Linked DNA regions of Mus musculus: region 1 is linked to region 2. Evidence: chromatin contacts called from public HiChIP or PLAC-seq data. All regions are on one chromosome and are shown on one strand. Each heading gives the region's core, a stretch centred on a gene start, on an enhancer-like site or on the middle of the called end of the contact. The rest is flanking DNA. Distances are from core to core; before and after follow the strand shown. Region 1 overlaps Thada (thyroid adenoma associated). Region 2 has its middle 15 kb from the start of Gm35229.

What was found. HiChIP or PLAC-seq counts read pairs in DNA pulled down with a chosen protein or histone mark.
Region 1: an H3K27ac HiChIP or PLAC-seq map of heart atrium shows a contact between it and region 2, with 5 read pairs. The contact joins two enhancer-like sites. A contact is called at or near these places in 2 of 115 datasets of contacts at active chromatin or transcription factors (embryonic stem cells and heart atrium).

Annotation. Positions count from the first base shown.
Region 1 is chr17:84,266,162-84,271,117 of GRCm38.p6, forward strand. All of the region lies in intron 30 of Thada (thyroid adenoma associated), which reads right to left. Among named protein-coding and RNA genes, the nearest start is that of Gm24492, 19 kb to the right of the region's middle. Within about 2 kb of position 2,625, at least 80 of the 459 cell types and tissues checked have an H3K27ac peak or open chromatin away from gene starts, as enhancers often do. A contact at or near this core is called in heart atrium, where this site is marked.
Region 2 is chr17:83,936,406-83,941,373 of GRCm38.p6, forward strand. No RefSeq gene overlaps it. Among named protein-coding and RNA genes, the nearest start is that of Gm35229, 15 kb to the right of the region's middle. Within about 2 kb of position 1,371, at least 91 of the 459 cell types and tissues checked have an H3K27ac peak or open chromatin away from gene starts, as enhancers often do. A contact at or near this core is called in heart atrium, where this site is marked.

The DNA of each region.
Region 1 (4,956 bases), core at 1,375-3,874, 330 kb after region 2:
ATTCCAGCATTCTACCCTGAGCATCAGGAACTATTGTTTGGAATGAAAACTTGCTACCAGCCAACCTGGCATTTGTTAGTGCCAAGACCAGGAGTCACAGTCTCCTGTGGGATCCTAATGGGAGAAGTGGCTGGGTGAGTACAGCAGTGATGTGTGTAAAGCACGCTCTATTAAAAGCAATGACCAGAGCCAGAGTGGTAGTGTCCCAGTGTCATCCCAGCAGTAGGAGGGCCGTGGCTGGCCTAGGCTAAGGAGCAAGGCTCTGTCTGTCTCAAAGTAAAATTAAAGCTATCACCATCCCCACTCTCCCAGGAGGAGGCTAGCAAGACAGAATGTGCAAACAAGCACACACAAAGAGACATAAAGCACATGGCTTGCTACCAGGATCTGAACAAGTTTTTGTTTGTTACCTGGCACCCCTGGCAGAGCACACAGTACACCCAGGCCCTAGTGGTACCCTGGGAAAGCCCAGGGAAAAGTCCTTATGAACCAGAAACAAAAGGTTAAAGCGTGTCAGTTACTGTGTTAAAACATTGAAAGTAAAAGTTGAAAACATAACCATACTTGTTTGCCTTATCTCTTGAACTTATGCCAAACTAAACTAGTGTTATACATAGGGTGTGTCAACACAGAAAAGTTAATTTTCTAATACCAAGAGCATTTTGAGATAAACTCATGGAATCATATATATTGATTGCTTCATCCAGAGCTTGGTACAAAGTAGGCATTCCAAAAATAACTTTTAAAAACCCTTAAACTTTTGGCAAGGTCTCCATGCACTGTTTGTGGGACGAGGGTCTCACAACGTACAGCAGCTGTAGCACTGCGCTGCCTCTCAAGAGACTTAGTCTGCTTTTAGAAATGAAACCTAAGGCCAGAGTTACAGACTGACTCCACACCACACGCAGCAATGAAGGCAAAGTAGAGCAATGAAGCCAATTATAGTGGCATATGCTTTTAATCCCAGCGCACTTGGGAGGCAGAGGCAGGTGGATCTTGGTGAGTTTCAGGAGAGTAAGAACTATATAATGAGACCAATCTCAAAAAACCCAGCAAAACAAACCAATAAGCCCAATCTCTCTCTCTCCGCCCCCTCATACATACACACACACACACACACACACACACACACACACAGGCATAGAGACACACAGAGAGATGCTTAAGCCCACTTTTCAACAAAAGATTCTTTTCCTAGTTAATCAAAAAGGCAAAATTAGGCAAAATTATTTTTTTTGTAGAGATGGATAGTGATAGGAAAAATCAACCCCCCAATTCCCCAAATTGAAAAAAAAAAAAACTCTGAAGAAATAATAGAGATTTTAGTTTTTGTTTGTACTTGCTATTTTTAAATGTTTTAAGTATGAAGTTACTATGTTAACCCCAGCACTTCTATCTCTTGGCTGTCCCATCACACGCTGCCAATGACAGCTCTACTTTCTGTGTCTATGAACTATCTGCTCAGCCAGCCATCTCTCGGGGTACCTCCATGTGGTGGCACAGGTCAGATCTCTCTTGCTGCTTGGGGATATAGCTGTGGCAGCGCACTGGCCTAGCATGTGGAAAGGCCTGGGTTCAATCCCTAGTTGAGGATGGGAACTTCTCTTTTAAAGATGGACTAATGTTACCATATGTATATAGCATATTTTGCTTACATTGTCAGCAATGAACACTGCTGTTCTGTGGTTTGGTGACCAGGAAGAACGTTGCTCTGAGCATAGCAGTACAACCATCGAAGCCTGCTTTCTCTTTCTCTGAACTTAGACGGAGAACTGCAGGATTAGATACTGATTCTATTTCCAGTTTTTAAGGAAGTGTGATACCATTTTCCATAGCAGCCATAAAGTTTTAAGTAATAATAATAGCAAATATTTTCATATTGCCAAGTGAAAAAAAGGAAGCTATAACTTTTATACTTAATAGAACCTTAGCTATGTTTTTTAAAAAAAGGAAAAAGATGATGTAACCACAGAGAACTGTGCTAAGAGTAGATTTCACTTTTATATTGTTTTTCAAATTATTTTTCCTTGCTATGAATGATAGCCAAGGAAAACCAGGGATGAAGTTCTGTAGAGAATGTTTCCCTTCGGCCATCCCATTCCCCACCCCAGAGCCCAGCAGCACACAAAGCTCACCTGCTTATCTTCTTCAGTTTGGTTTGTTTTTTTGAAACTGTTTCACTGAGTAGCTCAGACTGGTCTGAAATTTGCAACAGCCCCTTTGTCTCCGTACCCCTAAGTAGTAGGATTAACACACGTGTACCCACACACATGGTTTATGTCATCAAGTTTTCTAAAAGGAACATCCAATACATATTTACTCTTTTATGGCTGAGGGAAACACAAGATAACAAACCACTTCTGAAAAAACTGAAGCCCAATATAATTGTAATCCCAAGTCACAGCCAAGGTAAACAAGCCGTTTCCTCTGAGTCCTGCTTGAGAGAGCTTTTCAAAGTTCTTTCTGTTAGGGTGGAGCCTGTGACTGCTAGGACAGCAGAGCTGCAGCCTGAAGACAGCAAGCGCAGCAGGAGGACCATCCAAGGGGCCTGGACTGCACCCTGTTGTGGCATCCCTAGACAATGTTGTGACATCCCTAGACAATGTTGTGACATCCCTAGACAATGTTGTGACATCCCTAGACAATGTTGTGACATCCCTTCCCAGGACGGGGCTCATTCTGAATCTCACTTGCTTCCTGACCTGGGCAAGATTTCCACCCCACCGGGATCTGGTAACTGCTGCCCTCACACCGGGATCTGGTAACCGCTGCCCTCACACGGGGATCTGGTAACCGCTGCCCTCACACGGGGATCTGGTAACCGCTGCCCTCACACCGGGATCTGGTAACCGCTGCCCTCACACCGGGATCTGGTAACCGCTGCCCTCACACGGGGATCTGGTAACCGCTGCCCTCACACCGGGATCTGGTAAATGCTGCCCTCACACGGGGATCTGGTAAATGCTGCCCTCACACCGGGATCTGGTAAATGCTGCCCTCACACCGGGATCTGGTAACCGCTGCCCTCACACCGGGATCTGGTAAATGCTGCCCTCACACCGGGATCTGGTAACCGCTGCCCTCACACCGGGATCTGGTAACCGCTGCCCTCACACGGGGATCTGGTAACCGCTGCCCTCACACGGGGATCTGGTAACCGCTGCCCTCACACGGGGATCTGGTAACCGCTGCCCTCACACGGGGATCTGGTAACCGCTGCCCTCACACGGGGATCTGGTAACCGCTGCCCTCACACCGGGATCTGGTAACCGCTGCCCTCACACCGGGATCTGGTAACCGCTGCCCTCACACCGGGATCTGGTAACCGCTGCCCTCACACGGGGATCTGGTAACCGCTGCCCTCACACGGGGATCTGGTAACCGCTGCCCTCACACGGGGATCTGGTAACCGCTGCCCTCACACGGGGATCTGGTAACCGCTGCCCTCACACCGGGATCTGGTAACCGCTGCCCTCACACGGGGATCTGGTAACCGCTGCCCTCACACGGGGATCTGGTAACTGCTGCCCTCACACCGGGATCTGGTAACCGCTGCCCTCACACGGGGATCTGGTAACCGCTGCCCTCACACCGGGATCTGGTAACCGCTGCCCTCATACCAGAGGAAAGAACTGGACTGAGAAGGGAAGGCTGAGAAAGGGAGAAGGGAGGACAGGAAGGATTAATGAGCTGATTTCCATAAGACTCCTGACATCCTGGAATGAAAAGCAGCCTGCAAGAGCAAATGCCATGTTCTTTATTCAAACCACATTCCCACCCAGCCATTTATCATGGAAAAGTCCCCAACAACGTTGCTCAACCAGCTCATATAAATAAACCCTGATTAATCTTGTAAAGTATAAACACAAATGTATGACAAAAGTCTGTATGCTTTTAACTTCAGAGTTCAAATTTTAAAATTCACTTGATTATCTGTAGCTCCCATAATTTTTTTTTTTTTTTAAAAGAAACCTTTTGGAACAAAAGGACAGATAAATGGCTCGTGCCCTAAACCCTCGAGCTCACTGGACTGAATGAACTCAAGGATTGAATAAACTACAGGAGGAAAAATGTGTTACTGCCAGAACCGAAACAAACTGTTTGTTGTTTCTTCCTTCCTTTTTTTTTTTTTTTTTTTTTTTTTTGAGACAGGGTTTCTCTGTGTAGCCCTGGCTGTCCTGGAACTCACTCTGTAGACCAGGCTGGCCTCAAACTCAGAAATCTGCCTGCCTCTGCCTCCCAAGTGCTGGGATTAAAGGCTGCACCACTGCCCAGCAACTAAGTTTCTTTTCTTGGCAACAGTAATTTCTCATAGGTTACATTAGAAAGCTACAGAGAGGCCTCAGTAAGTCCAAGGCACATTTATCTTTCATATGTAAATGCCCAGGAATATAAAGGGGCCTCTTCAGCAGTTGACTCTGGAATACTCCCACAGTAACATCTTCATGGCAAAGCAGGGAAGAAAGTCAGAAAGGTTTTGCTCTGATAGGCAACTACCATGACCCTAAATGGGTTCATCTGAGCATTCAGTTGACCTGTGTAGACAAACATTTTCCACAGCAAGAGGCCCTCAGAGACAAGGCAGGCCCAGGACAGGTGATATTTTCATTACCTACATGGAGTTCTACGGTTTCCAACTCAGCCTGTGGCATTCCTCAATAATGTGGGTAATACAGAATGGCTCCTGCAAAGCTCTGGAATATCCTCAGCTTCTGCAGCACGATTTCCTCCCAAACTCTACCCTAGGCTCGAACACACCCTGATTAATACTTGTAAAAACCGTATGTTGGGGAGCAAGAGGAGGCCTGGCATTAGGAGCCACCTACTGAGTGGGAAGTTCACACTTGGATAAGAGAGCTGACTGTAGGAAGCACAACTGTGGCTTTCCTGTGCTCTGGGCAAGGAGGCAGAACCCAGTGAGCTCATGTGACTCAGGGCTGTATTTTCTAGGCTAAG
Region 2 (4,968 bases), core at 121-2,620:
AAACAACCCCAAATTTATAATCAAAACAAAACATCTCTTCCACAAGGCCAGCAGTCGCCACCACAGCTGCCACGAGCCTCAGGAGCGCTCCTCATCTGGGTGGCCACCCAGGAAGAGGCGGTGCAGGCAGGGGGTGTTGAGAGATGAGCAGAGGACAAAGGGACAGGAAGAGGGGTGGCTTCTAGCATCTTCTTCAGCCAGATAGCTGTGAATGCACCTGCAGCCCTTTCAGTTCTATTGCTTTATGCAGTTAGCCCAGGATGTGCAGTTAGCCCAGGATGTGCAGTTAGCCCAGGATGACCCCAGTCAGTCTCACAGGTGAAGAAGCTGATGCCTAGGAGGCAAAAGCAGTAGCAGGTACCCTTGTCCCTGAGTGTCCGTGGATAGACCCTACCTAAGGCGTCTGCTGTCTGATTGAAGAGTCATTAACATGAGGTCACAAGGAGGAGCCGTCGAGGTCAGATTTCATGGGCGTGTCTGTCCTAGCCTCACCATCTGGAAGCCGTGGCGTCTCTGTAAGGGTGCCTGCCACCAAGCCTGATGATCTGAATTCAGTCCCCAGAGCCACACGATGGAAGGCCTGAGCCTACAGCTTGTCCCCTGACTTCCACAGCTGCACTGTGGTATCTCTCTCTTCCTCCCTCGAAATTAATTCATTTAAAAAAGTTAAAACAACCAACCGACCCCAAACCAACCGGACCATAGTTCTAGCCACCTGGGGACAGGACAGGCACCTGGGGGCAGCTTGTTTCTGGATTCCCAGGCCAGCATGCTTTGCCCCATGCCCCCTTGTTCCGGTTGGTACCTCAGTGAGTTGGGGGAACAGTGGCCATGCTTTTGCCTTCATGGGTCCATCTAAGTGCCCGTAGGCTCCTGCCGGTCATGGGCTGGGTTTCTTGGGAAAACAGGCAGTTGCTTTGAGAGCAGCTTCCAGCAGCTGAGCATGTCAACCCTCACGCCACCTCTGCTGTTCTCTGCTGCTCTCTACTCTGTCACTCAGGTGGTGGCGGGGTCTCTCTGGAGCAGGCCCTGCCTGGGGCGGTTGAACTTTTGGTGAGTGTTAGACTTGGTGCTCTCATTTCTTTTTGTGTTTTAGTTTTGTTTCCGGGCATGGTTTCTCTCTTAGCTCTCACTGGCTCCTCTCTCTGCAGCTCAGGCTGGCCTCAGACTAGCAGGGATCCCTCTGCCTCAGCTTCCTCATGCTGGGATTGTGGGCCTGAGGACCACGCTCCACAGTGTTCATCTCTGTGGCCTGGAAGGCTGGTGGGGAGGGTGCAAAGGGTTAACTTCATTTTGGCAGTAATTCTCTCTTGGCATCTGAGAGTGGACCGGCCAGGAGCTCTGCTTTCCCGTTGCCGCGGCAATGACACAAAACCGAGAGCAGACACGGATCTGGAGATGGTTAACTGGCCATGTTCCTGGCCGGCGGTGGCCCGCCAGAGAAACTGCTGGAAAGTCACATTAGAGTTTCCCAGCACTAAGGGTGAGAAAGGGGGTGTGGATCTGGGCTCCCCCAGAAAGTCTGGCTCTGGACAAAAGAGATAGAGCTGCTGTGTAGGTCAATGCAGGACTCCTTGCTCCTTGACTCTGAACCTTCAGAGCTCCGAACTTTCAGTGCCGAGAGCACGAAGCTCGACACAGAGCTGCCCACAACAATCTTTGTCAGCCACATTGAGCTGCTGGTTTAGTGGTTTTGATTTTTTCATTTTGCCTGCCTGCCTATCTATCTATCTATCTATCTATCTATCTATCTATCTATCTATCTATCTATCTATCTATCTTTCTATCTATCCAGATCTTACTGTGTAGCCCAGGCTGGCCTGGAACGTGATCCTCCTGTCTGAGCCTTGTTGGGATAAGAAGCACGCACCAGGCTTGTTTTCTTTCTCCCACTTCTCAGCTTTCCCACTCTCCTGCTCCTGCAGCCTTGCTATCCAGGTGCCTCCTGAGGGGACTTCGGATTGTCTCTGGACCAGCCCTACTCAGACCTGAGATCTCAGTCTGAATGGCACTTCGGGAAGACTTCTGCACCTAGACTGGGGCCCTTTTGTGTTATGGGCTTCCTGATGTACTGACTGTCACCTTTCAGACAACCACATGCCTAGTCCCTCACATTTCTCCACTTTCTTGGGCCACCCATGAGGTGGAGGTTGGATGTGGCTTCTTTGCCTCGGAGCCTACGCAGAGGGTCTGTTAGAGGGGCAGCACCACTCACAACTTTGGAAAAGAAGACGATTGTGTGGGGGAAGGGCAGGTCACCGGGTCACCAGGTGCCCTCTGGGAGCTGTGGGCAGCGGGATTTAGCCAATCCCAAGGTTAGGACTCTCTTGCCAGGACAGCTTTGCTTTCCCCGGTGGTTTTCATTATTTTTCATTCCCAGACTATTTTGGAAGCTGGCTGCTATGGGAACCGAGTCTTTGGAAGGCCCAGGCCTCTTTTTCCTCCTACCCCCAGCCTCCCTCCATCTCTATTCCTTCTTAATTGGTTTTTAGTTCCCTGGCTTTCAGGCCGTCTGTTTATTTTGATTGCAACTCCACAGAACAAATCTTTAATGAACCAGCTTGTGGGGAGAGCCATTAGCAGCCGCCTGCCTCCAGGGAGTGGGGGAGGCGCCTGGCCTGGGTCCCAGCCTGGACTTCTACTCAGCGAGGAAGCGGTGGCCAGGTACTGGGTGGCAGCTGCGCATGGGTCGTTCCTTCCTTCAGGTGTAGTCTGGAGATGGGAACAGTTTGTCCTCAGTAAGCTGTCAGAAGCCTTGGCTGAGGTGACCTTATTAGCACTCTGATGCACAGTGACAGAGGTTGGGCTTCCCGGGCCCCCTGAGTTACTGCAGTAAACCCAGAGGGCTCTATGCTGAGTCCCTCATTGTCCAGACAAGGGGAGTGAGGCTGGAGAGCTGAGAAGCCAGCAGACCTCTGAGGAAGACACAGATAAATGGAGAAACCTCCCGAGGGTCGCTGCATTCGGGGTGAATTGGCATCCAACGGTCCTGAGTGGGCTCGGCAGGCCCCAGCTCTCTGGAGTAAATGCCTTTGTCTGTGTTCTGTGGGCCTGACACCATTTATGGGTTTACTCCACTGACTGGGTATGATCACGTCTGTCCAAAGAGTTTTGCCAACAGGAAATGCATATGAGCACTTTATTGTTGTGGGTGTGGAGAACAGAGTGATCCCTGCCGCTTCCTTACCTTGGACAAGCCCTGTCTCCAGTCCACCTCACAGATCTGGTCACTTGTCTGTCCCTCACTGGCCTCATGCTGCCAAAGTCACTCATCTCAGGAGTACAGACCCGGGGACCAGCGGGACTGGGAACTTCATTCCGTTAAGATCAAGCCCCCCACGGCCTTCTGCCTTGGGGCTGCCTCTCTGAGAAACTCTGGGGTGCACCTCAGCCTCTATCCCATTCCTGCCTTCTGTCCAACTGGCCTTCTTTCCTACTTCATGCTGTGGGCCCATGAGATTTCTTTAGACAGGAGGTCTCCCTCCCTGCCTGTCCTCCCTAGTCCTGGCTGGCTCTCCACTCATTCCTCATGGTGATCTCCTGGCCTTTCTCAGTGACTGGATAGGAAGAGGTATGTCTGACCAGTGGCTCAGTGGGAGTCAGAAGGGGGCTTGAAACGCCAAGGACCACAGATACGCTCCTCTCTGGCATTACCAAGGTCATTCTTTGTTTCATAAGAGAGTCCAAAAGAGGACAAAGTTGATCATGGAGAGTTGCAGGGTGCCTTCTGGCGTTGAGAACGGCCCAGAAGTGGACATGGCCTGGACTTCTTTACATCCCTGGTGCTTGATGGTTGTTTGTTTTGGTTACTCTTGTCTGCCTGTCTTGTCTTGCCTTTATGGTTATACCAAGCCAAGAAGAACTAGGCATCCCGGGCTGCCATGCTTATGAGTTACTTAATCACCAAACAAGTAAGGGCTGTTGTCCCTAGCTTCATTGATGCCTGGCTGTAGGTGATCTGGTTACGTGTATGAGCTCTTAAGAGTGATGGACAATTAAGACTCCTGCTACTCCCCACCCCCGCCATCCCTGACTTTGTTCACATGGTCACAAATGGCTTCGTCACTTCCAGCCTTCACATTTAATTTCCAGGCCAAGAGAATGGAGGAAAGGGGCAAGTTTACATTAGCTGAATCTATACTTTTTAATCAAGAAAACATGACCTTTAAAAAGCCTGGCCATAAAACTCTTTGTACTTGAGATTTGTTGGAAATAGGTTGTATCGCAGCTAGAGCTGGAAAGATCATATTTTGCAGAGGATTTTGTTAGAGATGAGAGGGGAGAAATGCATGCTGGGTAGAAAGAATGATTGGCACCTGCAAGGAAGAAGCCCAGTGAGCACAACCCCCTTTTCCAAACATCTGAGGCTGTTCTGGGTCACCGCCACCTTCCACAGACGCCTCAGCAGTCACCCATTGTAGCTGCACTAGACCATAAGTTCCTTGCCAGACTCTCCCTGAGTGCACAGGATACAAGCAGACATCCCTGTACCTCACCTCCCAAACTGGGCTGCAAACCACACGTGATCCGATTCATCCTCCGTGCTCACCGTCCGCATCAGTACATCTCTGGTCCTTCTGCTGGTTGATGGTTGGAACCCTCATCTCTTGGGACATCTCCTCTCCAGAGTTGAGTCACCTATCTGAAACCTTCACTGCCCTAGGTTTTTCCAACCTGTGCCCCTCACACTGAATATTTGTCACGGAGCAATGATAACAAAAGCTCCCTGTGGGGTGAAAGCACATGCATACATCCTTATACTCCTGCCATACATGGAGGAGATGTTGGGCACATACCACTCAGCTCTGGCAACCTCCATCTGGGTGCTGTGGGTGAGCCCCGAAAAGAGCAACAGAGTTCAAAACCCAGACTTGTGCATTTGCTTGCTATGATCTGAAAAGTCCAAGGTCAACATGAACCTCAGTGGCCAGTACATGATCTGCTCCTCCATCACCCACCATGCTGGCC